Linked DNA regions of Mus musculus: all the other regions are linked to region 3. A link is a contact called in public HiChIP or PLAC-seq and promoter capture Hi-C data. All regions are on one chromosome and are shown on one strand. The core of a region is the stretch at or near the end of the contact, and the rest is flanking DNA. Distances in the headings are between cores, read along the strand shown.

Region 1 (3,108 bases), core at 179-2,678, 330 kb after region 3:
CCAGTAGCAATTGGGCCTGCAAGGAGCTGAGGAGCTGGGAAGGTGGCCCCCACAGGCCTCTTCCACCTCGCTCCTCTGACACTTACCCTGGAGGAAGCACAGGTGGTCAGAGAGGCTGCAAGAGGCAGTTAAGCTCCTGGACCAAAAGCGGTGATCACCGAGTCTTTATTCTCTGGGGCAGAAGTGCATCATTGGGAAAGATGATGCATTTTCTCCGAGGATTGTCCAGAAGCCCTCCCCTTGGGTCATGTGAGCACTGGACTTCCCCAGAACTGGAAATGGGGCTGGGGCGGGGGCACCCAGGCCAGACTGAGCCGTGAAAAGTTTCTCGAAGCCAGCACAGTCAGCCAGGGTCTGATGGTAATGTGTACTGGGCATCTGTAGGTCCCGAGTTTGACTGTTCACTGCACTGAGGCTGTTCTAGGCTGAACGTCTGTGTTTTCACACCCTTGGCTGTCTGTAACTCGCTGTCACTTTTTCTGGGTGGGTGTCTCGACTCTAGCATGGGAACCTCAGTGGCTTGCCTGTGACATACACTCCAATTATTTTTTTTTTTTTGTTTTTGTTTTGAGACAGTGTCTCAAGAAGCCCAGGCTATCCCTAACTTCCTCCCTGGGTAGCCAAAGATGAGCCACTTCCAAGTGTTGGAATTACAGGCCTAAATAATTCCTCTGTGGCGCCCATGTAACAGCCCCCTGTCTCCTCTGTGTTTTGTAAGTCCTAGTGCAAATTGTGTATCTGGAGTCATCTAAGTGTGGGACTGTCTCCGAGTTCCCCCTCGCCATCATAAACAGCAGCAATAACTGCCTTTTCCAGGAAGTTCTGTCCACACTCTTCCATGGCCTTTCCCACACCCGGTTTCCAGCCTAAGGAACTTCCAGAAGGCACACACCACGTGGCTGGCTGTAGCCTTTTGACCTTGGCACCTACAGCAGTCAGCTGCAGGCTGTTTCGACCGCAGAGCCCAGCGCTGTGGTGGGTGTGGCCAGCTTCCCACCTCCTCCCCTCCCTCCTTAACTTCACAAGCCGCCCAATCTTTCCAGACTCCTTCCTTGAACACTCACCACCAACCCCTCCGGTCCCTGCAAGCTCGGATTCTGGAATCTCTCGTTCCGTGCTTTGCATAAAGGCTCAGAGAGGGTCAGCGACTCACCCCAGGTCACCCAGCGAAGAGTTTGCCTTGCATTCCCCACTCGCACCTCTCAGTAGAGGCGAACAGGAAGGAAGTGGGGTGGCCCCAACAGACAGAGACCCCCTCCCCCGTGGGAGGCAGAGCAAGGGCCTGGCGGGCGAGTCTCACCTTGGCGGTGGGTCCAGGACAAGCTGTGCTACCCAACTGAGCTGCGGATTCGCGGCGGGTCGCTCCGGGCTGCACGAGTTGGGAAGAGGCGGCGCGGGCCAGCCTTCGCCCACGGCTCCCTGCCTGCCCTACAGAGTCCAGAGTTGCAGAGGGCGGGTGCCTCGGTTTCCCCGCCCCAATCCTGCCTCAGCCATTACCTGGCGCCTCGCCTCCAAGGTTCAGAGTCCCAGGAGTTAAGGGAGACCCGGGACCTGATTTCAATACCACCTGCCTTCGACTTTTGGGGTGCTCACAGCCTCTGGTGGCCGCGCAGGGGAGGTCCAGCCCCGGACTGAGCCAGGCTCGGTCTCCCGGTCTTTAAAATGGGTGAGAAGATACCAGGCTGGTGGCAGGTCAGCGGTGGAGGGCTTGCTTGGCCCCAGAGCGGCTCGGGTTCCATCCCAGCAGTGGGTTTGGGGCGCGCGGGGGGGCGGAGGAGGGGATTTGACTGAGCTATCTGTGCCAGATAACAGCCACCTGTAAAACAGGCCTTCAAGATTGATCGGGAGAGAAGGAATTTAGGCAGAGAGGGACCCAGAGGGGCGGAGCAAAGCCATCCTCTTCCGCACACTGCAGGTCTTTCCTGTTATTTCAAACAAGAAATTTTGCCGGTTTGCAGGGAGGCTGGGGTGTGACTCAGTTGGTAGAGTGCGTGCCAACACGTACGAAGCCCTAGGTCACAGACGCAGGCCGGTATACACCAGGTGCGCAGTGTAACCCTGGGCCGTGGAGGTCAGAGGGTCAAGAGTTCATGATAAATCTCAGCTCCATAGCAAGTTCAAGACCTGAGACTGTCTCATTCATAAATAAATAGGTTGTCCTTAGAATTCCACAAAATAAAGCTGGGCCAGAATGGGACTCACTTCTTTAATCCCATCACTCGAGAGGCGGAAGCAGATCTCTGAGTTAAAAGGCGGCCTGATCTATATAGCAAGTTCCAGGATATCCACAGCTACACAGAGAAACCCTGTCTCTAAAACCAAAACAAAACCTAAACAGAACAACAAAGGAATCCCAAAGAATAAAGTCTGGCGATGGGCCTTCGAGATGGCTCAGAGCGGCACTTTCTGGCAAGACTTGAGAGCCTGAGTTCCATCAGGTTTCCGGAAGGAGAGCACCGGCTCCCAAAAGTTGTCCTCTGACCTCCACATCCGGGTTGTTGCCCTACCAATAATAAGTAAGTAAATAAATGTAATAAAGATTTAAAGAGTCCTGGTGTGGTAGATCATGTCTGTTAATGGCAGGAGGATTGGAGTGAGTTTGAGACAACTGGGCTAAATAGGGAGGACTGGGTCAGCCTGGGCTAAAGTGTGAGATCCTGTCTAAAAAATACACTTCCCCAAAAAATGAATTCCTGAGAAAAAGAACATAATCCCAGGGGTTGCTATCTTTCACATGCCCAGTGCACTCATAACTGTACACTGCTCCAGTGGTTATCTCTCACATAGCCCAGTGCACTCATAACTGTACACTGCTCTTGCAGAGGACCAGGTTTGGTTCCCAGGACACATGCGGGGAGGCTCACAACTGCCTGTAACTTCAGCTCCAGGTCAACTGATGCCTCTGCAGGCCTCCGAAGGCACCTGCACTTGTGTGCATATAGACTCACACAGGCACCTGCACAAGTGAAAAGAATAAATAAATCTACACACTCCTAGAGACCTGCCGGTAGTTAACAGGTACCGAAGGATGGAGAGGCAGTTTCTTCAGTGGTGAGATTCCCATGCTCCTGTAAGCAAGCCTTAGGAAACTCACGCGCACACACACAC
Region 2 (2,970 bases), core at 435-2,934, 430 kb after region 3:
ACAAATACCCAATGGAATGGAGGTAATACGCATATGTGGGGCACATTATACAAGCCTTTAAATTTTCCTACATTACTAATGCTGAGATTCACCAGAAAAAAACCCAAACTCCACCATTTTGAGCCAAATTTGAAGTAAACTTTATTAAATATTGACCAAGAGATGGACTTTGGTTAGAACCACTTATTTCCTGTAATTTCCCAGCTGAAAGTGGGCCCGGGTCACGTGCTATAGGCCAGGGTCACGTGCTATAGGAGTTTGTAAAGACAAAACCCATAGGCTACCCTCTACTTTCTTTGCCATGGGGTTTCCTTATTTTCCAGGAACTACAGCTTACAGCATTCCAGGAAGGTACCTGGTCCCCAGGCAGGTGGGGCTTACACGTTAATTTGGGATATTACAACATGACAGATTTAAAATGTTGTTGGTCTTCTATTTGGTTATTATACTCTGAATGTTAATACAGAATGAATGAAAACAGTATAATTACACATCTGCATGAAAGGGCCATAATGCAACTCATTACTCTGAGCATTAGCCGTGGTTTTAATAAAAAAGTTTTGCAGTACTGTTTTAAATTTTGTGTTAAAAATTGCTTCTCGGGCTGGAGAGATGGCTCAGTGGTTAAGAGCACTGACTGTTCTTCCAAAAGGTCCTGAGGTCAAACCCCAGCAACCACATGGTGGCTCACAACCATTCTTAATGAGATCTGACGCCCTCTTCTGGTGCATCTAAAGACAACTACAATGTACTTAGATATAATAATAAATAAATCTTAAAAAAAAAAAAAGAAAAGAAAAGAAAAAAAGAAAAGAAAAAAATTGCTTCTCAGCGGGGCGTGGCGGCTCATGCCTTTAATCCCAGCACTCAGGAGGCAGAGGCAGGTGGATTTCTGAGTTCCAAGTCAGCCTGGTCTACAAAGTGAATTCCAGGACAGTCAGGGCTACACAGAGAAACCCTGTCTCGAAAAAAACCAAAAAAAAAAAAAAAAAAATGCTTCTCATGTAAAGCCCCAGAGGGGCTTTACCTGCTGGAAGACCCCAAGTGAGACAAGATCTATGTTTATTTTTTCTGGTGCGCAGGGATCGATCTTCAGCAGTCTCTCAAGCAAGAGACAGGGGGCGATCCCGGTTCTAGCTTACAAGCACCGTATACATTTTTTTTTTTTTTTAGAGGGCAGATTACAGTAACAGCTTCTAGGCACTTGGTGATGGATGGCTAGACCTTTTGTCTGGTTGGCTGGGTGATATCGGGTCATCCTTGGAGAGTACCTTCGTTCCCCAGAGGGCCCAGGTAGCCTTCAGCCAGCACTTTTTTTTTTTTTTTTTTTTTTTTTTTTTTTCTGGTATGTGTTTTGTCAGAGTCGGTCTGGGTTGGGTCAGAGTTGCTTAATCTTATCATTTATCCACAGGTCAGCACCCCCCACCCACCCCCCGCGCCACACACACACACAGAGAAACACAGAGACACACACAGAGACACATACATCACATCACAGTAAGAAAACTTCACGGGAATTAAAATAAATTATTGTGATACCGTTTTTCTGTCCGCTAAGACTTTCCGTATGATCAGACAGCCTTATGCCCTTTGCTACGCCCCGCCTTCCGTCATCGATTGGTGACTTTGACTGTCACTCAGGCCCTGTGACAGGACCGCTCTGAAATGAGGAAGTGGGGTGGATTTAGAAAGTTCAGAGGAGGTCTGAGCCTGCCATCTTGGGTCCTGTGGTCCCCAGGCGTCCGTTGCGGGAAGTTGTGCTGGTGGCGGAGACCGAGTCACAGGACGCTCCCAGTCCCATCATGGTGAGCTCGGCGCGGCGTCCCTGTGGAGCCGGTGTGGATGGCTGTGGGATGGGGGCTGGGCGGGCTCAGGGCACCCCGGAGCGTCCTATCGCGCCCCGACCATGCGTGGGGACTCGAGCTGGCTGCAACGCCCTGCACAGCTCTGCCACCCACAGGCAAGAGACAGGAATGCCTGACCGCTGGGTCGCTTCAGCGCCGGTGTCACACTAGGAACTCTGGGCTTCCGTTTACCTGCAAGGTTGGGATGGGGAACTCTGCGCCCTGTCTGGAAACTCTCGGAAGCTGGGTGCAGGGAGCTGGGTCTAGTAGGGGTGACTCTCCATCTGTCTGTCACTCTGGGATAGGCCTGTCAGTGTCCTGGCTGTCACCAATCAGGAACTTTATAGACTTGGGAGATGTTGATAGAACCCATCCTTAGGATGGATGAGAGACTAGTGGGTCTGAAAGGATCCCCGAGGATTAAATATTTTTGCGCATTAATTGGAGGAAGTGGGGAAGATAAAAATTCAGTTCCTTGTCCTAAACAGTAGTTTTAAAGTATCTGATAGACTTAATCTTAAAATTGCTGAGGTACAGGAATAGCCACGCATTGGATGTGTGTGGTGCAGACTGTGACGTGGTACCGAGGAGCAGAAGGCAAGGGGGAAGCAGTATGACTGTGAGATCTCTTCAGGCCCTGAGTTGCTCTTTTTTTTTTTTTTTTTTTTTTAAGATTTATTTATTTATTTATTATATGTAAGTACACTGTAGTTATCTTCAGACACACCAGAAGAGGGCGTCAGACCTCGTTACGGATGGTTGTGAGCCACCATGTGGTTGCTGGGATTTGAACTCGGGACCTTTGGAAGAGCAGTCAGTGCTCTTAATCGCTGAGCCATCTTGTAGGACCCCAAGAAGGAGCCCCCCACTCAAGTCTCAGGTCGCGGGGTCACCCAAAGAAACATGAGAGACCTTCTTGAGGCAGCTTTAATGGCCGAGCTCCGGGTCAATCAATACGTATCTCACTCAGGAGACAGAGGAATCGACCCTGAGACTCAAAAACTCAGGGTTTTGATAGGGTAGGGTCTAGGAAGAATTGGCGCGGTAGTGAGCAGAGTAGTACCGGGGCGTATAAGAATTCTAAAGCCGGGGGCTTATCAGAGTCGACAATGCATCTGGTTAATGT
Region 3 (3,191 bases), core at 478-2,977:
TAGAGATGGAAGTAAAGAGGGGGGCCTACAGGCTGCAGAGTGGGGATAATCAAGACTTCTTGCTAAGCCCACTTCAACCCTGGAGGTTAGCCAAGGTCAGTCCTTTCTGTTGTCTGCCCTGCAGCTGCTTTGCTGCAGACACCTCCACCCATCTCACCCTCCAGAGCAGGCCACTCTAGGCTGTAGATGTTGGGACAGTGGGTGCCTGGGAGGGTGGATCAGATGGGGCGCCTGCTGGGCATGAAGGCAGGCCTCGGATGGTCCTTCCCTCTGGCTTAGTTCCCCTCCATAGCTCTGTCCCTCCAGTTTGTGTCTCCTCACGTCTCTGCCCTCACTTTGCTGGCATGAACACCTGAAATGCAGTTACCAGTTGTAGATAAAATTGGCTCTGCATCTGCCTGGAGCCTCAGAACCTCCAAGGACAGGAAGTTAGTCCAAAATATTTTCTGAGGACTTAAGAGAGACACAGAAGTAGGGAGCAGAATTGGGGTAGCCTGGGCTAGGGGCACTGAGGTGGAATGAATAATGAATAATTACCACACCGTTTTGTTTGGTTATTTAAGGCAGTTTCCTGTAGCCCAGGCTGGCCTCAAACTCACTATGTGGCTGGGGATGACCCTGAAATCCTGATCCTCCAGCCTGCACCTCATAAGTGCTGGCGTGGCTGGCTACACCACACCACACCATACATTCTGGGGTGGAACCCCCGGTTTCATACATGCTAGGCCCACGTTCTCCATCCCCAGCCATGCTTATGTTTTTGGAAAAAGATCTTGCAAGCTGAGTGTAGCCTCACATGCCTTTAATCCCAGCACTTGGGAGGCGGAGGCAGGCAGATCTCTGACTTGAACCTAAAACGGGGCAGATTCGCCCAAAGCACCCCTAGACCCTATACATCTTACTCTCCAGATGGAGCGATGGAGGTCTACGGGTCTCGTTATCTAACCTCAGGCTGGTAACTCCGTGGCGGGAGTCGGAGGAGGCCCCTCTCTCCACAAGATCCCGGGATGAGAGAGGCGGAAGGAGGCTGGAAGAATCAACAGGTGGGAGTTTCCAGGAAAGGGCCACAGGGTCTCCCCAGAGTGCACCCCCCCCCACCACCAGCCTGGGTGAATCTGGGATCTGGGGGTTTTCCTGCCGCGCTCCCTCCGCCCCTAAAGTTGGGGGTGAGGAGGACCCCGCCCCGGGCGGGGAGGGGGCGGGGCCTGCGGGGTCCCAGTCTAATGGCAAACATCTGCTGATCCCCACACCCGCCCAGCAGCCAGGCCCAGCCCGGCCGGACGCCCGGATGCCTTCCCGCCGCTGAGGGGCCTGGTCCGGCCACCCGGAGCTGCGAGAGCGGGGACCTGGGAAGGTTAGGGGACAGAGCTAGACGAGAGTGGCGGAGCAGAGGAAGAGAGGCAGGGAATGATAAAGGCATAGAGGTGGGCTAGGGGCAAGGGAAGCAGGGCCCAGGTCAGGGCTGGGGAGGGGAGAGGAGCGCGGGGACCCAGACGCTCCGGTTTGCAAAGTTTGGGCGCAGATGTTAAGACTTGAGAGGGACCAGCTAAGAGAGAGTGTGCGAGCTTGTAGCCTCGGGTTGGAGGTGGGTTAGAAATCCTGATAGTGCCCCTAGAGTAGCCCGGACCCCACGCCACCCCGATCAGCCCTCCGTCCCACTCGCCTGGCACGCTCGAGCCTCCGCCGTCCCAGGCGTCCTGCCCGCTCCGCCTCAGTCGCCGCAAGCTTGCGGAGCCAGCGCGGTAGCCACGCCCCCACCAGAAAGCCACGCCCCTCCAGTCTCCCGGGCGCCTCGGCCGCGGGGCCTGGGGGCGAAGTTGAAGGGTGGTCGTGGGGGTGCACGCGCTCTCGCTGCGGCCTGAGCACGTCCTAGGGTCTCAGTCGGCTCCTGGCCACCAGCCCTCCGGACAGGGTCCCCGCTTCTCCAAGCCTGGTGCCCGCCCTTCGCAGCTGGACGCTGCAGGGGGCGGAGCTGGCCGCAGCCCAGCTCGAGGGCGGGTGCGGTAGCGGCGACTGGAGGTCACCCCTCCCCCGTTGGCCGCCAGCAGCTGGAAGTCTTCCAGCTGCAGGCCGGGTGCACCATGGCGTGACCGCCGACCCAAACTCTAAGATTGCAGCACCCACACCCCAATCTCCTGAAATTGAAGTTGTGCCTCAGTTTCCCCATCAGCAAAATGGGGTCAATCACATGACCCATCTGTTAAGTGTGTTCAGAAAATTCCCTTCATACTACTCTTGGGCTGACACAAATCACAGGGCGTGGTTTATTGATTTTGTGAGGTTGGGGATGGACCCCAGGACTCTGAATGCTAATCACTCTGCCTCTAAACTACACCCTAGTCCAGAGATGAACTTCTGTTTGCACTGGACTTTCTGAAGCCACTCTCACAGCGGGACTGCACACCTGTAGTCCCAGCACATGAAAGATGTGGAGCCAGGGCGATCAAGTACTAGAGAGGTCACCTTCTACTCCAGTAATTCTGAGCCAGGAGAGACTGTCTCAAAATAAACAAACTAAAGACAAAACAACAGGAAAGAAAGAAAGGAAGAAAGAAAGAAAGAGAGAGGAAGGGAAGGGGAGGAAAGAGGAAAAATATAGCTTCCTGGAAGCCTCTGCTTAGCACACGTGACAGGTGGATGTCTCAGTGGGTAAACTGCCTGCCGGTGTGAACTAGGATCTGAGTTCGAACTCCAGCATCTACATAAGAGTTGGGCCCACAAGTTTACCTGTAAGCCGAATTCTGGGGGCTGGGCAGATCTCTATGGCTGGGGCTTACCAGCCAGTGAACCTAGCTGCATCTATGAACTCCAGGTTCAATGAGACCTGTCTCAAAAAATAAGTGGATGACCAAGGGGAGGCTCGTCAGATGTCAAGACGAAGGTGCCTGCTGCAAGCCTGAAAGCTCAATGCCTGCGATCTATACAGTGGAAGGGGAGAACTGAGTTCTGCAAACTGTCCTCTGACTCCACATGTGTGTCATGGCACCCATGCACCCACAAACATACAGACAGACAGAAAGAGAGAAAGAGGAGAAAAAAATACAATTAAAAATGATAAACCATTTAATCCCAGCACTTAGTAGAAAAGGCTGAGGCTGAGGTGGATGGGTCTTTGTGAGTTCAAGGCCAGGCTGGGAAGCAAAGTAAACACAAAACAAAAAGTGGAGAGACTGAGGAATACTCGTACATCA
Region 4 (2,873 bases), core at 75-2,574, 390 kb before region 3:
AGAGGAGGACATCAGATCCACTGGAAATGGAGTTACAGGGGGCTGTGTGTGCTAGGAGTACCATGTCCTCTGGGTACGTGCTCATTAGCCCCTATTTTGATTTTTTTTTGTTTTGTTTTTTTGTTTTTTGAGACAGGGTTTCTCTGTGTAGCTCTGGCTGTCCTGGAACTCACTTTGTAGACCAGGCTGGCCTCGAACTCAGAAATCCGCCTGCCTCTGCCTCCTGAGTGCTGGGATTAAAGGCGTGCGCCACCACGCCCGGCTTTTGATTTTTTTTGTATTTGAGTATACTGCCACTGTTTCAGAAGAAGGCATTGGATCCAATTACAGATGATTGTGAGCCACCATGTGGTCGCTGGGAATTGAACTCAGGACCTCTGGAAGAGCAGTCAGTACTCTTAACCGCTGAGCCATCTCTCCAGCCCTGATTTTTTTTAAAAAATAATTTTATGTGCATTGATGTTTTGCCTGCATGTATGTCAGATTTCGGCATTACAGACAGTTGTGAGCTGCCATGTGGGTGCTGGGAATTGAATCCAGTTCCTCTGGAAGAGCGGTCGGTGCTCTTAACTGCTGAGCCATCAGGTTTTTTTGTTTGTCTGGCTAGGGTTTTTTGTTGTTGTTGCTTTTTGAAACAGGGCTTCTCTATGTAACCCTGGCTGTCCTGGAACTCAGAAATCTGCCTGCCTCTGCCTCCCAAGTGCTGGGATTGCAGTAGTGCCCTACAGTGCCTTTTTTATTGCTTGTTTTTTGAGGTAGTTCACAATATAGCCCTAACTTTCCTGGAGCTTGCTATATAGGCTCACAGAGATCCACCTGCCTCTACCTTTCCTTGTATCAAAGGAGTACAATAACAGGCTTGGCTCCATCTTTTTTTCCCCTCCCTTTTTGTGAGATGAGATCTCTCTGTAGCCCAAGCTGGCAGGAAACTCACTGTGCCGGTGTCGATCTCCAACTGCACATAATCCTTTTTCCTCAGCCTCTGAAATCTTGAGATTCCTGATGAGTTATCATATCCGGCTGTTGTATTTTATACAGCAGAAAAACATGTCTTGGAGTGTTTAAAATACATTTATTGTATGTACGCCCATGCGAATTTGAATGGCTGTCTTGTAGATCCCAGAGACAGGTCATCGGGCTTGGCGCTGTGTATCTTCACTCGGTAAGCCATGGCACTGGGCCTTAGAACGGTGACAGCTATGGGATCTGGAAGTAGAGCACCCAAGCGTGTGGAGGGTGTGGCGTCAGTTGCTATGGTTCCCTATAGCTCTCAGATCACGTGATTCGGGGCACCTCGGCGCTGTCCTCTGTGGTCTCAGGCCACGTGGTTCCGGGACTGAAAATGGCGGCGGTAGGCAGCCCAGGTTCGCTTGAGTCCGCTCCACGAATAATGCGGCTGGTCGCTGAGTGCAGTCGCTCCGGAGCTCGGGCGGGTGAGCTGCGGCTGCCGCATGGAACGGTAGCCACCCCTGTGTTCATGCCTGTGGGTACACAGGCCACCATGAAGGGTATCACCACGGAGCAGCTGGACTCCCTGGGCTGCCGCATCTGCTTGGGCAACACCTACCATCTGGGGCTGAGGCCGGTGTGTGGATTCGATCTGGGGGGTGGGTGGCGAGGGGGTCTTTGGAAAAGTCTGTTGAGTAAGGCCCACAGTGCCGGGGCTCACCCACACCTGGCCGTGGAGCTGCGGGCACCGCTAACTTTTTCTCCCTCACAGGGACCGGAGCTGATCCGGAAAGCCCAGGGTCTTCACGGCTTCATGAATTGGCCCCACAATCTGCTGACGGTGAGTTGGGGTTGCCGCCCTCGGGCGCTGCGTTGAGGTGAGAGGTCCCCAGTCTCAATCTCCTGACAGCTTCGCTGCGGGGTCTCCCCAGGATAGCGGCGGCTTCCAGATGGTGTCCCTCTTCTCCCTGTCCGAGGTGACGGAGGAGGGCGTCCACTTCCGCTCGCCCTACGATGGAGAAGAGACACTTTTGAGCCCAGAGAGGTCGGTGGAGATCCAGAATGCTCTGGGTAAGAGGAGGGCTTCGAACGCCACGTATGGTTTGGATCGTCTTTGAATTTGGACTCTTTCACCTAACGAAAATAAGGATAGCCGGGCGTGGTGGCGCATGCCTTTAATCCCAGCACTCGGGAGGCAGAGGCAGGCAGATTTCTGAGTTCGAGGCCAGCCTGGTCTACAAAGTGAGCTCCAGGACAGCCAGGGCTACACAGAGAAACCCTGTCTCGAAAAACCAAAAAAAAAAAAAAAGAAAAAAAAGAAAAGAAGGATAAAGAATAGGTCCTGTGTTGGGCATGTGCAAGAGTTAATTAGAGTGTTTTGCCAGTGTCCTGGTCTAGATCCTCACTACAGCAAACAAACAAAACAAACACTTTAAAAAGGAGGGTGGGGGGTGGCGCACACCTTTAATCCCAGCACTTGGGAGGCAGAGCCAGGCGGATTTCTGAGTTTGAGGCCAGCCTGGTCTACAAAGTGAGTTCCAGGACAGCCAGGACTACACAGAGAAACCCTGTCTTGAAAACAACAGAGAGAAAAAGTTGGATGTCAAAGCTGGCAGTAGTAGAATTATACCTAAAATCTTGAAGTGTGGGGGTAGGGAGATTGCTGTGAGTGGACAGCCTGGACTGCAGGGCTCAAAGGAAGACACCCTGTCTCAAAGAAAAAAGAAAAAAAAAAAAAAGACAAAGAAGCTGTTTTCATTTCCTGACAAAACAGAGAACTAATGCCAGTACTGTAAGCACAGTACTGAATACAGAGTCATCCTTTTTTATTTATTGGTTTGTTTTATGTGTATGTATTTTATTATTTACTTATTGTTTATTATTTTGGAGAGGGTCTCACTATGCAGCTTCAGCTGGGCAAGAAC
Region 5 (3,079 bases), core at 50-2,549, 510 kb before region 3:
GAAGAAGCAAGAGAAGTAAAGAGAATGGATGAGAAAGGGAACCGGGCCAGGCAGTGGTGGCGCACGCCTTTAATCCCAGCACTCGGGAGGCAGAGGCAGGCAGATTTCTGTGTTCAAGGCCAGCCTGGTCTACAGAGTGAGTTTCAGGACAGCCAGGGCTACACTGAAAAACCCTGTCTTGAAGAGAGAGAGAGAGAGAGAGAACCAGGAAGGCGTCTAAAGCCTCTTTGAGGCCAGAGCAGTCCCATATCATTAGGGCTGTAAAGCCCCTTCAACACTACAATCTGGGAACTACATAGAATTTTTGAGAAAGAGATGCTCTAGACAATTTGGATCCCCTTTGTCGAGAAATAACTTCCTTAGACATAGGCATGATCTTCAGAATGTATGAGTACCCATGAAAAGGTGGGACTCTCCTATAAATGCCACCCAAATTACGGGACCTTCAAGCAATAAGGAATCGTTTTTGTTACTAGGCACGCAGAAGATACAAAAGGGGAAAAAATCTACATCACCTGCCGAAATGAAGATGTCCCTGAAATAACCAGAGATCCTTCAAGAGGGCACCTCAAAAAAAAAAAAAAAAAAGGCTATCTCCCTTGGAGAAGACATGCATGCCATCTTCCAGAGATCGAATATCTTTAAGGAGCCTCAAGAAATATGAGCTGTCCTCAAGGACTGGCACGAAAAGAAGATGAACCCACAGAATAAAGGTCTGCAGGGAAACTGAATCTGTCAGGCTATTAGACAAGAGCTGAAAAGCCATCCCCTCCCCCATCGCATCCTCACCACCCACCCAACATCAGAGCAAGCAAGGACTAAACCTTAAGGGATCACCAACCCGGGTCAGGAGACTTGTAGGGATGGGGTGTGGGGGCCGGGTGCCAGCCAGGCCTCACCTGCAAGGCCGTCTTGCCAAAGCGGTTCAGGGCGTCAGGATGCACCAGCTCCCGGTGAAGAAGGCGGCGGACCTCTTGCACGTCGCCACGGGCCGCTGCGCCACTCAACCGGTCGCCGACGCAGACTTCTTCCAGAAGCATAGTGGATACCGGTGGACTGTGAAACCCACCCAGCCCCAAGCCCAGTTAAGGTCAGGGCTGGGGAACCAGCAAGAGCTGGATCAGAACTCTAGGGACTGCGGTGCCACCAGGGCCAACTCTATGATCATTTGCCGGCCTCAGAGCCTGCGCCCTCCGCCCGTACGACCCCAGCGCTCGCAGCTAGCTCCTCCCCCTGTCACCGAGAGAGGCAGCGGGGAACCCCGCCCAGCCCTTCGGCGCCCGCCCCTTGGGCCGGGTCTCCCCAGACTCACCCTCCCTCCTTTCCTTGCGCGGGCGGGGTCTGCTCTGAGCCGGCACTGTACTGGCCGCCAGAGTCAGCCGCTAGTGGGCGAGGCAAGCCCGCCCCAGGCCCCGCCCAGAGCGCCCTTGTTTTCTTACAAACTCGCAACAGAGTAGCGAGAGCCACTTTGCCCAGAGCCCGACCTCCATTAGTCCCGCCTGCTGGGAATAACAGCCAATCAGCACGCGTTGCTGGGGAGGTTTGTCTCTCCCGTAGCAGTGGCGTGGCTCCTGATTGGTCAGCGTGCAGCGACCAGTGGAGCTGCCCGCCACAGCAGGAATTTTGGTTTTTCAAAACCGGCGGGCGGGCGGGAAAGAGGAGGAGGTTTAACTGACCCCAGCGGAGAGGCTGGAGACAGGCTGGCGCGGGCCCATCTTGGATCTTTAGCGCCTCCGGGAGGAAGGGAGGCAGGACTGGAAACTCCTATAACTGGAACATTTTAGTCATTCACGGACCGCGGAAATGCTAATAAGCAAGCTCTTACTGTGAAACTCGGAGCTTAGTTCATTCATTCGACTGCTGGGTTAAAGGAACGGCTTCTGAGTGGTAAAGCGCGGTGCCTTCTAACATTTTTGTTTGGTTGGCTGGTTTTGGTTTTTTCGAGACAGGGTTTCTCTGTGTATCCCCGGCTGTCCTGGAACTCACTCTGTAGACCAGGCTGGCCTCGAACTCAAAAATCCGCCTGCCTCTGCCTCCCAAATGCTGGGATTAAAGGCCACCACCGCCCGACTTTTGTTTGTTTTTATGTTTCTGCGGCAGGGTCTCTCTGTGTAGCCTTGGCTGGCCTGAAACTTATTTGATCTGTTTGAACTCAAAATCCACCTGCCTCCTCTGCCATTCGTGCTGGGATTAAAGGAATGGGCTACCAAGATGGTCTCCTTTAATTTATTTACTTATTTATTTATTTATTTATTTATTTATTTATTTATTTATAGAACCTGAAAGATGGATCAATGCTTTTGTAGAAGATTTAGGATTCAATATCAGCAACCATGTGACAGTTTAGCCATCAGTAACTCCAGCTTCAGAGATCCAACACCCTCTTCTGACCTATACCAACATGGTGCACATATAGACAATCAAATAGCCACATATTGTAATAATTCTCTTTTAGATTTTTCTACGTTTTTCAAGATAGGGTCTTAGTATGTAATTCTGGCTGTCCTAGAACTCCCTATGTAGGCCAGACTGTTCTTCACCTGCCTGCCTTTGCCTCCCAAGTGCATAGTATTAAAGGCGTGCCCCACTACTGCCTGACTCCTTTTTATTTTTTATGTGCATTGCTGTTTTGCCTGCATGCATGTCTGTGTGAGGGTGCCGAATCTAGAACTGAGCTGCCATGTGGGTGCTGGGAATTAAACCCAGGTCCTTTGGAGGAGCAAGAAGCCAGTGCTCTTAACTGGTGAGCCATCTCATTTCTCCAGTCTGGCAATTGTCTTTTTTTTTTTTTTTTTAAAGATTTATTTATTTATTATATGCAAGTACACTGTAGCTGTCCTCAGACACTCCAGAAGAGGGCGTCAGATCTTGTTACAGATTGTGAGCCACCATGTGGTTGCCGGGATTTGAACTCCGGACCTTCGGAAGAGCAGTCAGGTGCTCTTACCCGCTGAACCATCTCACCAGCCCGGCAATTATCTTTTAAGGTTTTCTTTTTTTTCTTTTTTAAGGGTCTTATATAGCCCAGGCTGGACTCCAATTGCAATATGTAGCCAAGGATAACACCCGAGCCTCTGAA
Region 6 (2,844 bases), core at 53-2,552, 490 kb before region 3:
TAAAAGATGTAATTTAGTGCCAGTGTGCTGGCTTAGCTTGGGTTCCACCCCACCTACCCCCCCCCCCCGCCCACACACACACAGAGGAGGAAGAGGAGGAAGAGGAGGAAGAGGAGGAAGAGGAGGAAGAGGAGGAAGAGGAGGAAGAATCTTTGCTGAGGAGTTTCAGTGCCTGTCACCTCTCAGCCTTGAGGCAGGTGTCTTTGTCTCCACTTTCCAGGCTGAAGGAGTTGAGGTTTTAAACTATGTCCACAAAAAGCAGAGAAGTGGAGCTGAACCTCCCTTCCTAAGCTGTTCTTGTTCAAGGTTATTCTATTTCTTTGTTTTGTCTTGCTATTGTAGCCCAGGCTGGCCTTGCCCTCCTGAGCTCAGGTCATCCCTCTGACTCGGCTTCCAGAGTAGCTAGGATGACAGGTGCATGGTAGGACACCTGACCCCCTTGTCGTTATTGCTAGCTTCTTTTCACAGGCACTATTATTTTCTGTGTGCATAGTGTGTGAGGGAGCATGCTGATGCCTGGTGTGTGTGTGTGTGTGTGTGTGTGTGTGTGTGTCTGTATGTGTGTGTGTCTGTGTGGTGTCTGTGTGTGTGTGGTCTCCATTCCCTTTCACTTGGGTTTGAGACTTAAACTCAGGTCGCCAGGCTTAGGCAGCCGGTGCCTGGGCTTGTTGAGCCTGTTTTGTTTTTGAGACAGTGAGGGTGTCACTCACACATAGCTCAGGCCCGATTCAAACTCCCTTGATTTCCTGATCCTTCTGCCTCCACCTTCCAAGTGCTGGAATTATGGCTGCTTATGCAGTGCGCTGGGACCATTACCTAGGTCTGTGTGCTAGGCCAGCCAGCTGCCCACTGAGGCACATGACCAGGCTGTCATTGCATTACAGGGCTCTTGTTTTCATCTCTACCGCTCTGATCGACACTGGAGAAGCTTGCTAGGATAGCCAGAGAGTTACACTTGGCGCATTTTTGAGCCCCAGGGTTGCAGAAGGACTGTGCTCACTGGTTCAGGGCGCTCAGATGGTGGGCATCTCATTTTACAAACACGGAAAATGACTCTAAGAGAGGTGAAGCCCCTTGCCACAGACGGCTGGAGAGGACGGGTTCCCGGCTCCTGGTCCTGAGCCCTAGGCCCGCGGACTCGCCCGGAGTACCTCGATCCCTCGCCCTCTGCCTCACCTTGCCCTTGACGTCCAGAATGAAGACTGCCGAGGCCGACATGGTGGCAGTCCGTGAAGCTAGGAGGCGAGAGCGAGCTGCAGAGGCGGCAGCGCTGCGGCTTCCTTCTTCCTGCGGAAGCGCCTTCGCCCAGGTGAGCCGCCAGGTGAGCGCGTCTTAAAGGGGAGGCCGCCAGGTGAATGCGTCTTAAAGGGGAGGCCGCCAGGTGAGAGGCACGGTCGGCGGCAAATGCCAAGGCTGGTCCAGGAGCCGCGACTGCTGTCCTGTCTCAAGTTCTCCATCGATCCTCGCATCCGCCTACCCATGTATCCATTCACGCTCCGCTTCCACTCACCCACCCACCCACACATCCATCCATCACCCCCTTCCACATACGTATACACATTCACATCTACATTAACCCACCCATACATACACGTATCCACCCAATCAAGCATCCATCCACCCACCAGGGCATCAGCCTGTTCGTGTGTCTATGTAACTTGTTCTCTCACCCACACATACCAGTTTCAACAGGACTTGGCCCTTTTTCTATGTGTGACCCGGTGCCCACCACTAGATGTTCAGTAGTGTTAATCCTTCTCACACTAAACATTTTAATTGTTTCGTTGTTTCTGTTGTTATTATTAGTATTGCTGTTGCTGCTAGTTGTATATATTTTTTTCAAAACAGAGTTCTCTGTGTAGCCATAGCTGGCCTCGAGTCCACCTGCGTCTTCCTCTCGAGTGCTGGGATTAAAGGCGCCACCATGCTTCGCTCGTGTTGTTTATTTGTTTTGTGTTATTAATTCTAGAAGAAGCCGGGCGGTGGCGCACGCCTTTAATCCCAGCACTCGGGAGGCAGAGGCAGGCGAATTTCTGAGTTCGAGGCCAGCCTGGTCTACAGAGTGAGTTCCAGGACAGCCAGGGCTATACAGAGAAACCCTGTCTCGAAAAACCATAAAAAAAAAAAAAAAAAAAAAAAATCTAGAAGAAAGGTTGAGATAGCCCGGATGGCCTGGAGCTCATTGTGTGGTCCAGACTGGCCTCAGCCTTACAAGTTCTGTGATTAGTCACGAACCAACATGTCTGACTTTGTTTTCCGTTTTCTAATTTCATTCTTTTTTTTTTAATATCCCAGGCTACCCTTAAACTCAAGATCATTCTGCTTCCCCATTGCTGGGATACCGTTTTGCGGAAGGTGATGGGGAAAAAAACCCACTCTAAACCTTAGCCTAGCCATCTACATGACGCTCCGCTGTGGAAGAAACGTTTCCTGTGCAGCCGCCAGGGGGCGACAAAGCCCGTTTGGGCATCGGTGCGGGCTCTGACCTTTAACAGGCCGGGAGTCCAGATGCAGCTATGAGGATCTCCCAAGGCAATTGTCCTAAAGCAGAGGGCCTGTGTGAAGAGCTTATCAGCCACCACCTGGGAGGAAGCAGAGCACAGACAGTCTCAGGGCCACACAGCCGGGTTATCAGGCCACAATTCTCTTATTCTGGTTGTTTTGACAGTCCTAGGGGGTGGAACGCCCACCTTTGCTGGTGACAGGCAAGCCCTGTGCCCCTGATTACATTCCCAGCCCTTAATGTTTTTGTCTGGGGCCTCATGTATAGCACAGGCTAACCTTAAATTCCCCCTTTTTTCTCTTTTTTTTCCTTTTAAATCTTTTTAAAGATTCATTTATTTA
Region 7 (3,249 bases), core at 297-2,796, 340 kb before region 3:
GGTGCATGTGTGGAGGTCAGAGGACCACTTGTGGGTTGGCTCTCTCTTTCCACCATCTCAGTCCTGGGCATTAAGCTCAGGCATCAGCCTTGCTGGCAGTGGACTTTCTTCCTCCCCTCTCCTGTCTTTCATTCCTTTGCAGTGTTGGGGATGGTGCCATTAGCTGCCCATGCTAGCCTGGTGCTGTGCTGCTGAGCTGTAGCCCTAGTTGATGAGGCTGACCTGGCACCTGTGTTGTAGCCAAAGTCAACCTTGACATTCTGAGTCTCCTACTTCCGAGTTCCCTCCTGCCCCTCAGATTGTCACTTGTGTCTCTGGAAGCCACTCAGCCAGAGTTCTTCCTGAGCCTGGGATTCACAGACACTCTGTATCTATTTGCAAATTCTTCCCCCCCCCCCCCACAGGGTTTCTCTGTGTAGCCCTTTGTAGACCAGGCTGGCCTAGAACTCAGAAATCCGCCTGCCTCTGCCTCCCGAGTACTGGGATTAAAGGCATGCACCACCACGCCCCGGCAGTAATGAACTTTTTGACCCTCCTATCTCCTATGCCCTGCTAGTGACCTTTCTTGAGAGACACAATTAAGTATGCATCGTAAATACACACCCTGATTGTTCTGATAACTTTAAATCAAAACAAAACAAAAACTGCTGATCACCGTACAGATCAGCATTGAGGCTAATTTTTGCCTCCCAAGAAAGTTCAGTTGTGTGTCTTCCTGCCTGTTCCTCCAAGGAAAAGCCTTTGCCCTGATTCCTATCACAAAAGATCAGCTTTGCCTGTTCAGGTTCAAGTCTATCTCTGTGGTAGCTTGTAACCTGGGCCACATGTCTGAGAAGATGTGCATGGCTCCAAGACAGCCATACTCTTCTCTCCCTCTTCTCCCCTCCCCCCTCTGCCTTTGTAGACCAGGCTGGCCTGGAACTCACACCTGCCTCTGCCTCTGAGTGCTGGGAATAAAGGCCTGCGCCACCAATGCCTGGCAGCTATACTAATTTTTACACCTAGTTAGGGAGACCACACAGGGATAACTGTGGGCCAGCCATGCAGCAGTGCTGATGGTGACCTAACTTGGGATTTTTGGCCTCTACATTAGCTGGTATAGGCATTAGCCACCATGGCCATTTTCTTCCGTGCTGGGAATCCTGCTGGGGAAGCTCTCTACCAACTGAGCCACACCCCAGCCCTTGTTTTATTTTGAGACAGCTTCTTGCTGTGTAGTCCTGTCTGGCCTGCCTCAGCTTCCAGGGTACTGGGGTGACTGGCGGTTGTTTGTTCGGTTGGCTTTGAACTTGATCCTTCCCCAGTCTTTCTTGTGGCTCTTTTGCCATGGGCAAGATTGTCTGAAATACAATGCAAGGAGGGCTTAGTGGAAGTGCTAGAGCAGATTGTGTGTACACAGCTCTGTGTCTTCCTACTTAGTTCAGGTCCCCTGCAGACCTTGGGCTGCAGAGCCTCGGTAGCCGAGGGCTTTCCAGGAACGCAGCTGGGGTTGGTGCGTTTGTTAAAACTTGCAGGAAACAGTTGCCTAGTGCCTGTGGTCACCAGCAGCACTGAGTCATTTCTGCTGCTTTCTCTTCTCCCAGGGACTTCCTTCCACGAGGATCAGGAATTGTCACCCGGAGGCCTCTCATTCTGCAGCTCATCTTTTCCAAAACAGGTATGAGAAATAGAAATTCAGGGACTGGAGAGATGGCTCGGTGGTTAAGAGCACTGACTGCTCTTCCAGAGGTCCTGAGTTCAATTCCCAGCAACCACATGGTGGCTCACAACCATCTGTAATGGGATCCGTTGCCCTCTTCTGGTGTGTCTGAAGACAGCAACAGTGTACTCACATACATAAAATAAGTAAATCTGTAAAAAAAAAATTTAAAAAAAGAAAAGAGAAATAGAAATTCAAAACCAAGACAAAGTAGAAATAATAAGTAAAGCGAGGGACGCAGAGGTAGCAGCTCGTGGACAGCTCCCTGGCATGTCGGAAGCCCTGCTTTCACCACCACCACCACCACCACCACCACCACCACCCCCCACCACCACCCCCACCCCCCCACCCCCCCCACCCCCCCCGCCCAGCAGAATGAACCTGGCCTGAAGGTGCATAGCTGTAAGCCCAGCACCGGGAATGTGAGAAGGGCTAGACGCTCCAGGTCATCCTGTGATGCATAGAGAGCTCAGGGCCACCTTGGGCTACGGAAGAGCATGTCTTCAAACAGCAGCAATAAATTGAAGAACACCCTTCTACAACCCTGAGTCCCCAGGCAGGACCAGGCTACCTGGTGCCCACAGTTACTTTCTGATTTATTTATTTTAGTTTATTTTATTTTTTTGAGAAGTCTTGCCTGGCAACCAGAATTGCTGCCTTGTACTTTCTGTATGGTCATAGACCAGCCCCAACTGGAAGGACCACTGTGCCTGGTATTTGAGGCTTGATCCATAGTCTCATGCTGCCAGTTGCTCCCAGTATGGCATGTTAATGAATTTACAGATGGGAACTGAGGCCCAGCCAGGTTACCTGCGTTTTTAGGGGGCCACTGGCCTGGGATCCTCAGCCAATCCAGTGCGGCCTGACATTCCAGGGCCCTGCAGTTGTTCTCCTGATTCTACCAGTTAGGCGTGGAGGGGAGGCTCCAGCGTAAGCTGCTGGTTTGGTGTGCCAACCACAGGATGGGCTGCTGCCTCTTCCATCAGGCTTGTGCTCAGCTCTGCTGCCATAGGCCCTGACCTCTATCCCTGTGCTTGCTTTCATCGCCTTCAGGGGTTCCACCTCACCTTAGAAATCCCTATTTTGCACTTTTTCCTTTTGGCTTTTTGAGGCAAGGTTTCTCTGTGGCTGGCCTGGAACTCACTCTGTAGACCAGGCTAGCCTCGAACTCACAGTGATCCACCTGCCTCTGCCTCCAAGTGCTGGCATTAAAGCTGTGCACCACCACTGCATGGCTTACTTTTGTACTTTTTCATGGAACATCAGCTGCCACTGTTGCTGCTCCTGGTCCCTGGCCACCCTGGGAAAGCCTGCATGGCTGCAGAGAAGGGAGCCAGGCTTTCCCGGGCTCCTGTCTTCCCTTTGTAGGTGCCTGCAAAGTGCAGACAATTGGAAGACTTGGTTGTGTGCCAGGCTTGTTATACCTGCAGGTTGGCTGCTCGTCAGGGCAGCTGGTGCCCGGGTTAGCCTCTGGTTCTCTTGGACCTGAGTGCTAGGATAACAGTGCTAATGAGCCACTGTATGTGACTTTATTGTAGTTTTATTTATTT

What was found. Promoter capture Hi-C pulls out the DNA fragments that hold promoters and counts their contacts. HiChIP or PLAC-seq counts read pairs in DNA pulled down with a chosen protein or histone mark. Capture Hi-C pulls out chosen DNA fragments and counts their contacts.
Region 1: a promoter capture Hi-C map of pancreatic islet shows a contact between it and region 3. The contact joins the promoter of Acp5 here to the promoter of Kank2 in region 3. A contact is called at or near these places in 2 of 39 promoter capture datasets (hippocampal neurons and liver), 1 of 115 datasets of contacts at active chromatin or transcription factors (pancreatic cancer cells) and 2 of 9 other capture datasets (embryonic stem cells and pancreatic islet).
Region 2: a contact with region 3 is called in a promoter capture Hi-C map of pre-B cells, with 2.9 times the contacts expected there. The contact joins the promoter of Zfp809 here to the promoter of Kank2 in region 3. A contact is called at or near these places in 2 of 39 promoter capture datasets (hematopoietic stem and progenitor cells and pre-B cells) and 1 of 115 datasets of contacts at active chromatin or transcription factors (embryonic stem cells).
Region 4: a promoter capture Hi-C map of second pharyngeal arch cranial neural crest shows a contact between it and region 3. The contact joins the promoter of Qtrt1 here to the promoter of Kank2 in region 3. A contact is called at or near these places in 6 of 39 promoter capture datasets (cranial neural crest, frontonasal cranial neural crest, maxillary cranial neural crest and 3 more), 1 of 115 datasets of contacts at active chromatin or transcription factors (pancreatic cancer cells) and 1 of 9 other capture datasets (liver).
Region 5: an H3K27ac HiChIP or PLAC-seq map of embryonic stem cells shows a contact between it and region 3, with 3 times the contacts expected there. The contact joins the promoter of Cdkn2d here to the promoter of Kank2 in region 3. A contact is called at or near these places in 1 of 484 Hi-C or Micro-C datasets (embryonic stem cells) and 2 of 115 datasets of contacts at active chromatin or transcription factors (embryonic stem cells and pancreatic cancer cells).
Region 6: a promoter capture Hi-C map of pancreatic islet shows a contact between it and region 3. The contact joins the promoter of Ap1m2 here to the promoter of Kank2 in region 3. A contact is called at or near these places in 2 of 39 promoter capture datasets (pre-B cells and stem cell-derived epiblast-like cells), 1 of 115 datasets of contacts at active chromatin or transcription factors (embryonic midbrain) and 2 of 9 other capture datasets (adipose tissue and pancreatic islet).
Region 7: a contact with region 3 is called in an H3K4me3 HiChIP or PLAC-seq map of embryonic stem cells, with 5 times the contacts expected there. The contact joins the enhancer-like site here to the promoter of Kank2 in region 3. A contact is called at or near these places in 1 of 39 promoter capture datasets (pre-B cells), 3 of 115 datasets of contacts at active chromatin or transcription factors (embryonic stem cells, microglia and pancreatic cancer cells) and 1 of 9 other capture datasets (adipose tissue).

What each region holds. Positions count from the first base shown.
Region 1 is chr9:22,130,437-22,133,544 of GRCm38.p6, forward strand. Acp5 (acid phosphatase 5, tartrate resistant) reads right to left here and starts at 1,429. Exons shown (of 5, transcript NM_001102404.1): 1 at 1,301-1,429.
Region 2 is chr9:22,224,028-22,226,997 of GRCm38.p6, forward strand. Zfp809 (zinc finger protein 809) reads left to right here and starts at 1,685. Exons shown (of 5, transcript NM_001164624.1): 1 at 1,685-1,805. The coding sequence starts at 1,803.
Region 3 is chr9:21,796,819-21,800,009 of GRCm38.p6, forward strand. Kank2 (KN motif and ankyrin repeat domains 2) reads right to left here and starts at 1,728. Exons shown (of 12, transcript NM_145611.4): 1 at 1,664-1,728.
Region 4 is chr9:21,410,513-21,413,385 of GRCm38.p6, forward strand. Qtrt1 (queuine tRNA-ribosyltransferase catalytic subunit 1) reads left to right here and starts at 1,325. Exons shown (of 10, transcript NM_021888.2): 1 at 1,325-1,585; 2 at 1,721-1,789; 3 at 1,881-2,019. The coding sequence starts at 1,343. Gm16853 (predicted gene, 16853) reads right to left here and starts at 1,208. Exons shown (of 5, transcript NR_045742.1): 1 at 935-1,208.
Region 5 is chr9:21,289,910-21,292,988 of GRCm38.p6, forward strand. Cdkn2d (cyclin dependent kinase inhibitor 2D) reads right to left here and starts at 1,300. Exons shown (of 2, transcript NM_009878.3): 1 at 900-1,300. The coding sequence starts at 1,040.
Region 6 is chr9:21,311,031-21,313,874 of GRCm38.p6, forward strand. Ap1m2 (adaptor protein complex AP-1, mu 2 subunit) reads right to left here and starts at 1,303. Exons shown (of 11, transcript NM_009678.2): 1 at 1,177-1,303. The coding sequence starts at 1,218.
Region 7 is chr9:21,455,920-21,459,168 of GRCm38.p6, forward strand. Dnm2 (dynamin 2) reads left to right here. Exons shown (of 21, transcript NM_001253893.1): 2 at 1,584-1,657. Among named protein-coding and RNA genes, the nearest start is that of Gm46104, 8.2 kb to the right of the region's middle. Within about 2 kb of position 1,547, at least 43 of the 459 cell types and tissues checked have an H3K27ac peak or open chromatin away from gene starts, as enhancers often do. A contact at or near this core is called in embryonic stem cells and microglia, where this site is marked.